Regions from separate parts of the Mus musculus genome. Here region 2 is linked to region 1. A link is a contact called in public promoter capture Hi-C data. All regions are on one chromosome and are shown on one strand. The core of a region is the stretch at or near the end of the contact, and the rest is flanking DNA. Distances in the headings are between cores, read along the strand shown. Region 1 holds the start of Dmrta2 (doublesex and mab-3 related transcription factor like family A2). Region 2 holds the start of Foxe3 (forkhead box E3).

What was found. Promoter capture Hi-C pulls out the DNA fragments that hold promoters and counts their contacts.
Region 2: a contact with region 1 is called in a promoter capture Hi-C map of embryonic stem cells. The contact joins the promoter of Foxe3 here to the promoter of Dmrta2 in region 1. A contact is called at or near these places in 3 of 39 promoter capture datasets (cranial neural crest, embryonic stem cells and maxillary cranial neural crest) and 11 of 484 Hi-C or Micro-C datasets (cerebral cortex, embryonic stem cells, frontal cortex and 2 more).

Annotation. Positions count from the first base shown.
Region 1 is chr4:109,973,940-109,980,127 of GRCm38.p6, reverse strand. Dmrta2 (doublesex and mab-3 related transcription factor like family A2) reads right to left here and starts at 2,103. Exons shown (of 3, transcript NM_172296.2): 1 at 1,792-2,103; 2 at 1-273. The coding sequence starts at 265. Dmrta2os (a long non-coding RNA gene) reads left to right here and starts at 516. Exons shown (of 4, transcript XR_868017.3): 1 at 516-1,190; 2 at 1,342-2,786; 3 at 3,015-3,201; 4 at 3,359-6,188.
Region 2 is chr4:114,924,767-114,931,587 of GRCm38.p6, reverse strand. It overlaps Foxe3 (forkhead box E3), which reads left to right and starts at 5,521. Exons shown (of 1, transcript NM_015758.3): 1 at 5,521-6,821. The coding sequence starts at 5,575. The coding sequence ends at 6,441.

The DNA of each region.
Region 1 (6,188 bases), core at 854-3,353:
GGCAGTAGCGCTTGTGGCCCTTGAGCGCGGACACCACTCCGTGGTTGCGGCAGCGCGCGCACTTGGGGGTCCGCGGGTACTTCTCCGCTGCCCTCAACAGCAGCGGCGGCGCCCGCAGCAAGCCTCCGGCCACGCTCACTGGTAGCGATGCTGCGGCAGCTGCCGCCGCAGCCACCGACGCCACCGATGCCACGGGTGGTCCCGTCGCTGTCGCTGCTGCTGTCGCCGCACCGGGCACGCTGGGCAGCTCCGAGCGCAGCTCCATGGCTGGACCTAGCGTGGGGAAAGTGGGGATACCTGAGTCAGGGTAATACAGTCACTAGGCTTAAGCACGGCCTGCAGAAACCCATTTTGGGAAACTTTGGTTGTACAAGTTTAACTAAACTTGTGGCTGTCAAACTGCTGGGGAAACGAACTGGAAGCTCCCTGTAAACAAGTACGCCCCCACCCCCACCACTGACCTCTTATATCTGACTACACGTGTAAGATTTCGTTTGAATCAGTAGTTCCGCCAAGGGGAAAAAAACAAGACAACGTTTGGAAGTCATTGGTGCAGTTGAATGTAAAGAGGATTTGGAAAGAAAATATTATGCCCAAAGCTTAGGTTAATTGGGGTGAGTCGAGAAAAGAGAAATATTTGCCTGAAAGGGACTCAGATTACAGAGAAAACTTGGGACCAACAAGCGGATGTCAAAGGCAAAGCAAGAAAAAAAAAAAAAAAGGAGCAAAATGATCCCGTTTGGTGGACAGGTGAAGAGGAGAGAAATGTGCAGGCGGGGTGAGGAGGTGAACAGGTTGGGCTGGGGTCTTAATTGTAGCTTTCAATGTGGAAGCAGAGGAATTCGAGCAAAAAGGAACTGAAGAATTTTTTCCTGTTAGAAGTAGGGTAAGAACTAGAAGACAAAACTTGGAGGCAAAGTTCGGCTTATGGCCCTGGGATCACAGCCAAAAGAATTCTGCAAATACTGTGGTCTGAGCCTCTAAAGGGTTAGTTCTATTCCACAGAACTGAGTGTAGGAGAGCTGAGAAGAGAGAAAAGCCATCGGAAGAAACTTTCTTTGGACTGGCCACCCTAGCTCAAAGATTAGTTGAATAACAAGAAAAACGTCCAGAAACAGCTGACAAGGCGACCCGGACTGAGGTCCACCGAGAGGGACAGCGCTGCTTAGGAAAAAAATCTCCAGCAAAAGGTAGGGCGGGGATAGGGTGAAACCTGTGGCTTGGGGGTTAGACTTTTAGTCTGGAGTAGTCAGAGGAAAGCACATCTTCAGAAAAGTTAGACTTTGCAGGAGCCAGAGTCCTTTTGCTCAATGCCTCTTACCCAACCCCCACCCCTCCCAGTTTAGGAACTGAGTCCTCAGACACGCCCTCCTCATCCTGGGACCTCTTGGGACCCCGCTTGTGCGCAGGTTCCAGAGTGTTGGTCTCAGACCAGGGTTCTGGGACTTGCACAATCCAGCAGGCCTCAAAGGAGGCCAGGAAGTCGCCTCCAAAACTGACCCTGAAGGGACCCGAGAGTCTCACCTGCGCCGCAGCCGCAGAAGGCCCAGCAGGCCCTGCTCCTGGCTTCCGCCGCGGCCTCCACTCCCCGCCACGCAGCCCGGGTCCCCGCCAGAGCCGGGAGCCGCTCCTGGGGTCCGGGTCTGGGAATCCCAGAGCACCGTGTGCTCCGAGGCCTCTTCCCCCAGACCCTCAAGCACTCAATGCCCAAGGCCCGGCAGGGCCTGGGCCTCGCCCTCGGGGGCCACCGACCCGGTCGCCTCCCCTGCTCGGCTGCCGGCCCTCCCCTACCTGCCTCGAGCTCCGGGCTCCTCCTCTGTTGGCGCAGCACGCGTCGCCCAGCTCGGCTCGCGCCTCGGCTCTCTTGGCCTCGTCCCTCTGCCCCCGGCCCCTTCTCTGACCACGTCACCCTCCTTCAGCCACCATGTCCGAACTTCCGGACCCCTCTAGGAACACAGCAGTCCAACACCCCGGAGGGGCCTCGGGGCCGGGGGCCTGGCCGAGGGCGGGCTGGTTGCAACCGGCGTCCCCTCGGTGCGCTCCGGACGCTGCGCTCGCCCCGGGCCGGGTAGTCCGGCGCTGCCAGCTCTCAATGAGCCGCTCGCCCGCTCTATTGTTGCTCCTCAGGGCTCCATTAGACAGAATTGGACAACAATGTGGCGCCTGCCATTGGCCAGGGGAGACAGTCGGCGCTCTGATTGGCCGGGCCCGCGCCCGGGGAGCCCCTCATTCTACAGTGTCCGAAAGATTCGAAACTCCGCACGCTCTGCTGAGTGCCTGCGGGATGGGAGGGGGCGCCAGGGAAGGAGTGCGCGAGGAGGAGCGTTGCAAATGTCGTGACAAGAAGTTTCCGTGCGCCCGAGAGCGTGTGAATTGCTCCTAATTACCGTGTCCGGTGCGCCTCTCCGCGTAGACGTGTGTAACCCCTCTACTCCTGGGGCTCCGGCTCCACTGAGCCACTCTCCCTTGGCCCGGGGCGCTTGGCAAGGCCTAGCTTCCCAAGTGGCCCCGGAGGCCTGGGGCGGGACAGGAGCAGGTGACAATTCAATTACCGCTGTCGAAGTGGGAGTGGAACCCGGGTGCCGGGGTGGGGGAGGGAGGGCGTTCACCGCAGACTTGCCAAGATGGTTTTTGCTGGCTTCCTTCTGACCGTGACCGTGTGCTTCCACGTCCGACGGGCTCCGAGGTAGTTGAGAGCCGGTTTGCTCCCTTCCCCCGCCCTCTATCACCTTTAATGCTTAGTTTCTTCGTTTGCAAAGTCCTGACACCGTGGGCGTCACGGAGTGGTAAGTGCGATTTGTAAGGATTTGTGTTTTCAAGCTAGGAGCCCCGGGAGGAACGTGGGTCCAAGCGCTGCAGCTTCTCCTCTCCCTGCGCCCCTGCCCTTTCCCTCGGCCCCCTGTGCCCTCCTTGCCTTTCCGAATTTCTTTGCATCTTGCTGCCCTTTTTTGTGGAATTCTTTTTGTGGCTGTTTGAAATTAACAAAGTTTACTTGTAACTTTTTTTTTTTAAAGCCAAAGTAAAAAGCCGCCTTTGCGACTCCCCAGATCCTCTGGAGGCTGGAGGAACCGGCCAGACGGTCAGACCCATCAGCCCACAAGACTTCCGCAGGGGGCGAGGGCACTGGACCTGCTTTGACTTGGCCTTCCTCGACCCGTGCTGACGTCACGGCCCGAGAACCCCCTTGGGTCTGCGGAGGAGGTAACAAGTTCGAATTTTGTATCTCTTCCTAGTTATTCCCATCTGTTACTGATGTTTAAATCCTTGGACTGTGTCACCCTCCAGCTCGGACTTTTCCTTTGCCTTTGAGGCTAACATTCTGTTACTCTCATTTTTGCTTTCTACTTTTCTCCTTCAGAGTAAAGAAAATTCGTTTAAATGAAATGCGAAACTATCTCCTTACTCCCTTTCCGATCCCTGCCGTGCGTTTTGGCATTGATTTTTAGAAACCCTTGGGCGTCGGAAGTCGGGTCTCTGCCACTGCAGACGGTCATCTGCTAGGCACCCAGAGCCTGCCTCAGGAGGACCCGCGACTGGGACTGGAAAGAAGAGGAGATCAGCAGGACCCCAAAACAGAACCATGGTCCTGCAAGGGTCAGGATGCGCTCCGCCCAAGGAGCCAACTGAGGATCCGACTGGGGGAGATAAGAAGGGGCGTTGAGCCTCAGAATCTAGCAGACAGCTTCCAGAAAGTTCGCCAGGCCTGTTTCAAAGGAGCCTGGACACGAATAATATAGAATAGTAGCCTGGTGCCCGCCACAGGGAAAGTTCTCCAGAGCCGGGAGAAAGGATTTGATAGGGAGTTAAGGGTCTCGAGATCTCCAGGGGCCAGAGGGTAGAATAACTCTGACTATGCCTGAGTGCTGGCCTGTGGGAGGGAGGGGCAGGGAGGCTTCGCGTGCTGCCAGATTCCACGCGAGGCTTCTACTCGCCTGCTTTTAGAGCTTTTGGGGGGAATATTTCAGAAAAAAAATGTGGACCCCCAAACAAAATAACCTAACCAGATCCGCTTAGTTTTCTGGGAAGGGTGGCCTAACTTTTCTCGCACCTGAGGCTTGCGCACTTAGATGTCCTGACACTTAGATGGAGACGACAACGGTTACCGGAACCCCAGCTCTTGCTTTGAGCTGGATCGAACCTGTTTTGTCTTGTCTTGTTTTGTTTCTTCCTTTCCCACAGACAGGGTTGTTTCATAGTGTAACAAGCCCTGCCTAGACTCGCTTTGTAGACCAGGCTGGACTCTGAACACACAGAGATCCGCCTGCCTCTGCCTTTCCAGTGCTGGGATTAAAGTCCTGAGCCACCATGCCGGGCTGAACTTCCTTTTCTTAAAAGGCAGGAGGTATCGCATCCTGCAAAACAGCTCAGGCCAAACCACAGGGTGTACCCCGATCCGGATGCTCTTTCCTCTAGTTGATATCTCCCCGGGTCTGAGTTTCCAAGCTCTCTTTTCCCAAGTCGCCGATGGGGGCATTCACGTGAAGAATTAAGGAAGGAATCAGGAAAAAAAAGGCTTGTTCTGGACTGAGAGAACCATGCCCTTGTCGGCTTCCCAGGCCCTTCCTGATGTTAGCTTCTGCTGATAGGAGCCCTGCCCAAAATGGAGAGGACTGGAAGTGACCCAGCTAAGCCGCTAGCCTTAGGGAGCACATATCCAACAGGAGGACAAGGAAGACCCATCATCATCACCACCACCACCACCACGCACATCCCAACAGAACTCCACCCTTAGGACCTCAGTGCAGGGTCGGACACACCTTTCATGTACACACGGGGGGGGGGGGTGCGCTCACCTCTGACGTTCTCCCACCTAAGGGACCCTTTCAAAAAGTTTAACTCCACAGTGTGCTCTCTTAAGCATGTTCGCCTGTGGACCCAGCCAAACCAGGTCGCGAGTATGCACACTCAGCACTGGGCATATCCTCAGGCAATATTATGCTAGTGCATAGCGCCCCAGACCTTCTCCGCCTGCCGGGACCCGGGCAGAAAAAGCTCAAGACCGAAGCCACTCCAAAGGAAGTGACTGACAGTGAGGACCCAGCTCACACTTTCAGAAGTGTCCTCAGCTCAGAATCATCTGCTGATGAGTCTGCCCGGTGGGTGGGGATGGGGTGTGTGCACCCAGCCAAGAAGTCCTCCACACCCTCACGCTCGATCCACGCCATCTATCACTCACGGCCACTCCACAGCAGAGGCCCAGAGGGAAGGCCCAGGTGGGGGCCCGGGATGATGCGGGGTTGGGGGCCCAAGAGTGAAGATTCTGTACTACCGACTAGGAGAAGGGCTGCGGGTATCAATGGGGGGACCTGGGAAGCATTGACTTTTGCGCTGTTTGCCCGCGGCCTCGGAGCAAGCAGACGCCATCTGTTTGCCGGCTGCGACGCGTCCCGTTTAATTACCCTCCCGGCAGCCTAATAGAGATGATATTAAACTAAATCTTTCTGACATTAAAAGTAATTATCCCCAAACCGGTGGCTCCGGGACGGAGTTGCCCCTCCCGTATAGACCCCTTTCCAAAGCTCTGGATTCCGTTGGTTTGGCTCAAACTCTACACCTGGGAAGGGGCTGGAGGAAGAAGTAGGCGCCTTGGGAGACAGTGTCTCCGAAGGCAGGCATTCCTGACAAGCGTTTTCCCACACCATAGTGGCTCCTGTTCCTGCTTGGACGCAGGCGTGGACGCCAGCACACGAGACATTTTTCTCCAGTCTTTACTGATTAAGCCCTCTAGTCGTGCGTGCCCAGCGCAAATGGTGAGAGGGCAGCCTGGTTCTGTTGAAAGAGCCCTTGGTGGAAGGCCTATGCTAGGGCCAAGAAAAGTCGACACAACTTTGGAGTTTGGAAACAAAACAAGGAACCACACTGCCCACTGTGGCTCTGGGTTTTTGCCCTGTTCTTCCTGTGAGGGCTCCAGCGTCTTGCACTTTCCCTGCAGTGATTTCTGAAGACCCATCTTCCCCCATTCGGTCCTATTATCTCACTTTTCAGGTGAGAAACCGATTCCTAGCTGGAAGGCGGTACAAATTTCAAGAACTGAGCACCATTCCCTGACCACTTCTGCAAAGCTCTGGGTTCCACTTGAGACTTTTCCCCTGCACCCTGGTGCTTCGCTTCTTTGGGGAAAGGGCACTGGGCATCTTATTCTCAAGCAGCAGGTGGAAGGGCCACCTGAGGGGAACAAGGGAAGGCAC
Region 2 (6,821 bases), core at 4,272-6,771, 4.9 Mb before region 1:
ATCAAGAGAGACGGACAGCTCCAGGATCTCCCTCACTCAGCTAATGGGAACAAAGTGTCTTTGGCTTCCCCACTGCCTCTCCCTAGGTGCACACCTCACCACAGGGCAGGCCTTGCTTTCAAGCTAATTCCTCCAGAGTCTAAAGGAACCAAATAAGTTCTGGTCACTGCCTTGCTGGGACCTTTTCAAAAGTCCCCCAACATGGAAAAAAAAAAGTCAGCTACAACCCCACCTGCCTGTCTCTTTCGTCCCAGTCTCATGAGCCTGGACACCAGCTATCATGGGGAATAACTGTAACTGGAAATAGACACCCAGCCCTAGAGTATGCTGGCAACCCTTGTGATGCTCAGGAAAACAGCAAGTCTCTCAACTTTGCAAGATGGGTCAGATACTCTTGCTTCCAGACCTCAGTATTTAACCTGGTACCACCACCCAACGGACATCTATTGATCAGCTATGCCTTCAAGGCACTTGGCTAATTGCCAGAGCCCACATATGAGACGTGGGATGTACCCTCTGTGCACAGAAAGCCCAGTAAGGGAGACAGACACAGTAAGTAAGCACAGCGACTCTCCTAGTCCAGCTTCCATTCTTCCCCACCTGGGCGTCAGGAGCTTTACCCCTTCCAGGAAGCCTGACTCAGCCAGGCTGGATGAGGCTCTTTTGTGTTCCTGCTGCCCTTACTCTGCCAGATTCATAAACTTGCTACTGAGTACAGAGAACATCTGCCTGCCTGCCTCCTCCTTAGCATAGTGAAAGCAGATGAAAGACTAACTCCTCACTGGGGTCCAGCATCCAAGTAGCCAGGACATGCATTCTTGGGATATATATGGAGTGACAGCCTGAGGAGATAAGAAAGGGTGTCCCTACAGTGTGGTTCCAGACTGTCCCAGCTGCCTGCCTGATGCCCGAGGAATGAACCATATCCTGCATAGCTCTATGTGGAACCCTCAGGCACACGAGGAGCCAGAGATGATTTGAGGCCGTCTTAGATTTCCTGCTGCCCCCATGCTATGGATATCTCCAGGCTTTGATAGAGAGATTTAAAATAAACATCAGATCTCAAACACGAGATCTTTTTATTTTCTTTTCAATTTTTTATTAGAGATTTTCTTCATTTACATTTCAAATTGCTATCCCGAAAGTCCCCTATACCCTCCCCCTACCCTGCTCCCCTACCCACCCACTCCCACTTCTTGGCCCTGCCTTTCCCCTGTACTGGGGCATATAAAGTTTGCAAGACCAAGGGGCCTCTCTTCCCAATGATGGCCAACTAGGCCATCTTCTGCTACATATGCAGCTAGAGACATGAGCTCTGGGGGTACTGGTTAGTTCATATTGTTGTTCTACCTATAGGGTTGTAGACCCCTTCAGCTCCTTGGGTACTTTCTCTAGCTCCTCTATTGGGGGCCTTGTGTTCCATCTTATAGATGACTGTGAGCATCCACTTCTGTATTTGCCAGGCACTGGCATAGCCTCACAAGAGACAGCTATATCAGGGTCCTTTCACCAAAATCTTGCTAGCATATGTGATAGTGTTTGCTTTTGGTGGCTGATTATGGTATGGATTCCCAGGTTGGGCAGTTTCTGAATGGTCCATCCTTTTGTCTCAGCTCCAAACTTTGTCTCTGTATCTCCTTCCATGGGTATTTTGTTCCCTATTCTAAGGAGGAATGAAGTATCCACGCTTTGGCCTTCCTTCTTGATTTTCTTGTGTTTTGCAAATAAACAAGAGATCTTTGGGGGTGAGGGGTCTGGGGACATCTCAGGCTGGCCTCTTGAGACCTCTTTGGGTTAATATAGCTATTTCCAGAGCACTGTATGAGCAATGATGGCGTGAGAATCTTATCCAAGGACCTGAAATGACTTCCAGTTACAGCACCTCCTCCCCACAACCCCTGGAGAGTACTTGGTAAGTTCTAACTGCACTTCTGGTCCCTGCCTCCAAGTCTGTCTGAGCTAATGGTGCTTCTCAAGCCAGCACTGAGGCAGAGGGTCTTAGAGCCTAGCGCAAATAGCTTTGGACAAGGGTGGGAATTTCCACTCCTATCTGGAGATCCATCAACGTTGTGTGCCCTGACCTGGGCCTTTGGCCTCCAAAGGGCAATGGGAAGGCCGGCCCCAGGGCCAATCCCTGGCCATTAATCCCTCCTGCCAGCCCGAATATCCACCCAGTGTGGTCAGACAAAGGACTGCCCAGCCCAGCTACTGTGTTCCTCCCGCCCCAGGGGCTCCACTCAGACGATGGGCCGCCTGGAATCCAGGCCCATGAGAAAGGGGCCACCTTCACTGGCCGTCTTATGCCCGGATGCTCAGCCGCATCACGTCCGGCCCAGGGCCTGTGAAAAGAGGGCCCAGCCACGCTGAAAACGCGGATTAGCCCTTGGGCCGCCCCCTGACACCAGCTTGCTCCACTCTGGGAAGCAGGCCCAATGGAGGGCGGGGGCGGGGGGGAAGGTAGGCAGGCACAAAGAACTGGGTTCTCACCCCTTTGGCTCAGCTCCTCATCCCCACCCTTCTCAGAATTAGCATAGCCAGACACACATTCAGGATCATTTATTGAACATATATTACGTCCCAGACTATGCACATGGCCTGGGAAGTTGAAGGTACAAACAAAAACCAACCAAACAACCAAACAACCAACCAAACAAAAAACCCCTGTAGTCAGCCATAGAGTGCAATTACAACTAATTTCTTCCTTGGAGGTATTACACAGAAGCTATGAGCTATGAAAGGAGTTTCATTCCCTAGAGGAAAGCGAGAAAGGCTAAGGCTCTATCAATACTAGTTCTGCATTTGAGTCCACCTGCAGGATAACACTGTCTGGAAAGATAGCCAGAATGGCTCTCTTTGCCCCCTGATTAACACAGTGGGGGTGGGGGGGTGGGGGTGGGGGTGGGGGGAGCTTCTTATCAAGATCCACAGCAGGCCGGGCCTTCTATACATCCCTTACTATGGAGATGCCATTGCTTTCACTTGGCAGGCTTGAGCAAGAGGTGACCTTGCTCATGTGGCTCTGGGGGCCATGCTCTGCCGCCACAGTGGCTTGCCTTGTCCTCTTCTGTGGTGAGCAGTGTGATGTGACTTCACTGTCTTGTGCTCCAGGTGGGCTGTGCTGACACAGGATGAACTGAGGAGCGGGTAGAGGAGCAGGGTCTGTTCTAACACAGTCGTCCTTGTTTTGTTTGGGACATTGTCTCTTGACCTGCAAGTGTCATCATCTTCCTGTCTGCTTCCCCATTCTCCTCCACCCCCCTTCCCTGTGTGTAACTGTCCATTTCTCCTCTGGACCATTTCATTTCTATCTGGTCCTGAGCATTGGCAAAAGGCCTGGCTCGGAAGCTCTTGGTGAATGAGGCAGCTGAACTGAGTCCAGAACTGAAGGAGAAATGGATTTGGGATCTGTGTGGCCTTGACAGGATGTGGCAGTGGCCTGGTATAGGGACTCATTCAAAGAAGGGATGGTACTTACTGAGACTGGGAAGGTTGGTAACCGAGCAGGCTGAGGCTGGGGAGGGAGCTTTGAGACGTTGTGAGGTGATGCCCAATGGGCATCTCCATCAGTTGACCGGGAGGTCAGGAGAGAGACCGGGAAGTAACTTTGGCAGCTGAAGTGGGGCAAACTGGAGGAATTCTACTGTAATTCATTTATGAAGTCTTATCTCTCCTTTGTGTGCATGTTATACAAATGGTGTGTAGGGGTATGCATGCATTTGGAAGTGCCCATGTGTGGAGGTCAGAGGACAATCTTGAGTGTCAGTCCTCACCTTTGAGACAGGGTCTCTTGTTCACAGCTGCCTACAGTAGGACAACTCCCCACAAGTTTCTGGGGATTCCCTTGTCTCTGCCTCCTGTCTTGTCACCCGGGTACCGGGACTACTGATACACTGCTGAGTCCAATTTCATGTTGGTTCTGAAGTTCTGACTTCACACTTGCATGTCAAGAACTTAACTCATTAAAAAAAAAAAGAACTTGACTCATCAAGCCATCTTCCCCATTTATCAAGCCATCAAGCCCCTTTTATTTATTTTTGATATGGAGTACCACTACATAGCCTAGCCTAGCCTAACCTAGCCTAGCCTAGCCTATAAGTGGCCTCAGTCTCTCCAGTGCAGGGACCACACATGCATGCCACTATGCTGGACTAAAGCTTCCATTGTAAGGAAAGGCATTAGAAGAGCAGTGATGGGTAGTGCTCTGACCACAGGGTTTCATTTCTGCTCTGCCACTATTAGTGTACCTTGTGGGAGTCGAGGTATACTACTTTACCTCTCAGAGCACCTGTTCCCTCAGCCAAGAAACGGGGATAGTACTACCGCCCAGTGGAGCTTAAATGCCAGTGAAATACTATAAGTATTTACCAAATACAAAATGCTAAACAGTGGTAGCTGTGATTTGTTATCAGCTGTGTACAGGAGGGGAGTCTTTGAGCCCCATGCTTGAATTTGGATTTTGCATCCTTGGCTACAGGCCACCTGAATCTAGCTTTGGGCATCTGCACTAGACTAGCAAATTAGAGGGCAGGTCCGAGCCCTCTCCTCTCGAGGTAAGGGATAAGATATGCTTCATCAGAGATGGAGTCTGATGGGTGCCCAAATTTTCTCAAGGGCTGGCTGTACTCACAAGACCTTGGCAGTAAGTGCCTCTGGGACTTGTCACAGTAAGACCTTCTCTTGTCTCTGTGCTCCTTGCTCTGCCTCTACTTCCCTTGATCTTGTCAGTCTGCCTGCTTTAAGAACAAGGCTTCTCCGCCTTTGGCTCTCTCTGTGTGCTGGTGGGGCATTTTAACAAAAACTCTCCCCTCTCTCTACCCACTGATAATGCTACATCAGAAAGCAGTTCGCTCAGCCCTGCCTTCAGTGGAAGCATGTGGGGGGGGGTATGCGCCTTTTGGGGGGGAGAGGTGGAGTTATGTATGTTTGAAACAAGTTTCCCTGGAGTCAGGGATGGATAAGGATGAAGGGGGTGCAGCAGGGAAAGGAGTTAGGGCTTCTAAACATTTTCCCCTGCAACAAAGGCAGCCTGGTTCTGCGCTGTCTTGCTGTCTTCCATCATCTTCACTCTGGTTCTCTGCTGTCCAAAGGAGCCTGATGCCTCCCTGACCAGCTACATAGGATGCCTGAGGCTAGCAAAGACTGCTGGAGCGGGAACTAGAAGCATGGGGAAGGCTAAGGGGGATCTGACCTCTACAAGGCACAAAATGGGGAGAGGGCAGTAGAGTGTGCTGAATGGGTGTGTTTGTAATTGGGGTTGACCCAAAGGGGCGGGGGTAATGGGAGCAGTACTACCAAATACCACGGGATGGGGATGGGGCCCAGAGACTGACTCAGGGATGAGGGAGGGTCTGAAAAAAATTGACCCAGAGGGACTAGACCAAGGGAGGGGGAGAAACAGAGGTGGGCTGCCAGCCCGGGAAGGGGGCTGGGAAAGCAAATTAGAGGGCAGGTCAGGGCCCTCTCCTCGGGAGGTGGGAGTGTGTGTGTCCATATAAGGCGAACCTGCGACCCCCGCTCTCCGGGGCGCGAGCAGGGACTCCGCATCCCTAGGACCCCCACCCCCACCCCCCGCACATGGATGCGCAAGTCGCTTTCTCGGGCTTCCCGGCCTTGCCCTCGCTCACGCCGTCCGGGCCGCAGCTGCCGACGCTGGCGGGAGCCGAACCGGGGCGCGAACCGGAGGAAGTGGTGGGCGGTGGGGACGCCGAGCCCACGGCCGTGCCTGGCCCGGGGAAGCGACGGCGGCGGCCACTACAGCGTGGGAAGCCGCCCTACTCATACATCGCGCTCATTGCCATGGCCCTGGCGCACGCTCCCGGCCGCCGTCTAACGCTGGCAGCCATCTACCGCTTCATCACCGAGCGCTTCGCCTTCTACCGCGACAGCCCGCGCAAGTGGCAGAACAGCATCCGCCACAACCTCACCCTCAACGACTGTTTCGTCAAGGTGCCGCGCGAGCCGGGCAATCCGGGCAAGGGCAACTACTGGACGCTCGATCCCGCGGCCGCTGACATGTTCGACAACGGTAGCTTCCTGCGGCGCCGCAAGCGCTTCAAGCGCGCTGAGCTGCCCGCACCGCCGCCGCCGCCGCCGCCCTTCCCCTATGCGCCCTTCCCGCCCCCGCCAGCACCCGCGTCCGCTCCGCCCGCGCGCCTCTTCCGCCTGGACAGCCTGTTGGGCTTGCAGCCTGAGCCGCCGGGACCCGTGGCGCCCGAGCCGCCTTGCTGCGCCGCGCCCGACGCCGCCTTCCCGCCCTGTGCCGCCGCAGCCTCGCCGCCGCTCTACTCGCCAGCGTCCGAGCGCCTGGGGTTACCCGCGCCGCTGCCCGCCCAGCCTCTCCTGGCCTTGGCGGGATCGGCCGGCGCGCTCGGGCCGCTCGGAGCCGGGGAAGCCTACCTGAGACAGCCGGGCTTCGCGCCGGGGCTGGAGCGCTACCTGTGAGTCGCTTTCCGCTGCGGGAGCGCCTGGTGGAGCCTTCTGCCCCGGCCTGCGCTGGAGCAGTGCGAGCTTGTCCGTGGTACCCGTACCCGCCCGCCCGCAGCGTGGCGCAATTCGCTGGGTCCCCGAGCCTTGCTTGGGGCTAAGCCTTCCCTGCCCTCCTCCATCCCTGGGGAGACCCTGGCTGTCTCACCACCAGACTGAAGCGCCCTCTCCAATTTGAGGTCTTTCCTCCCTTTACTTGTGCTCCCCACATAAGCACCCTTGCACTGCCAAATCCGGTGCTTTGGAACTCCAGCCCCAGCCCCAAATGTCCCTGTGAGTTCCAGTCTGTGGAAACTTTTCGTTCCAAGGCACCTCCTCCATCTCTGATGTTTTGCCAA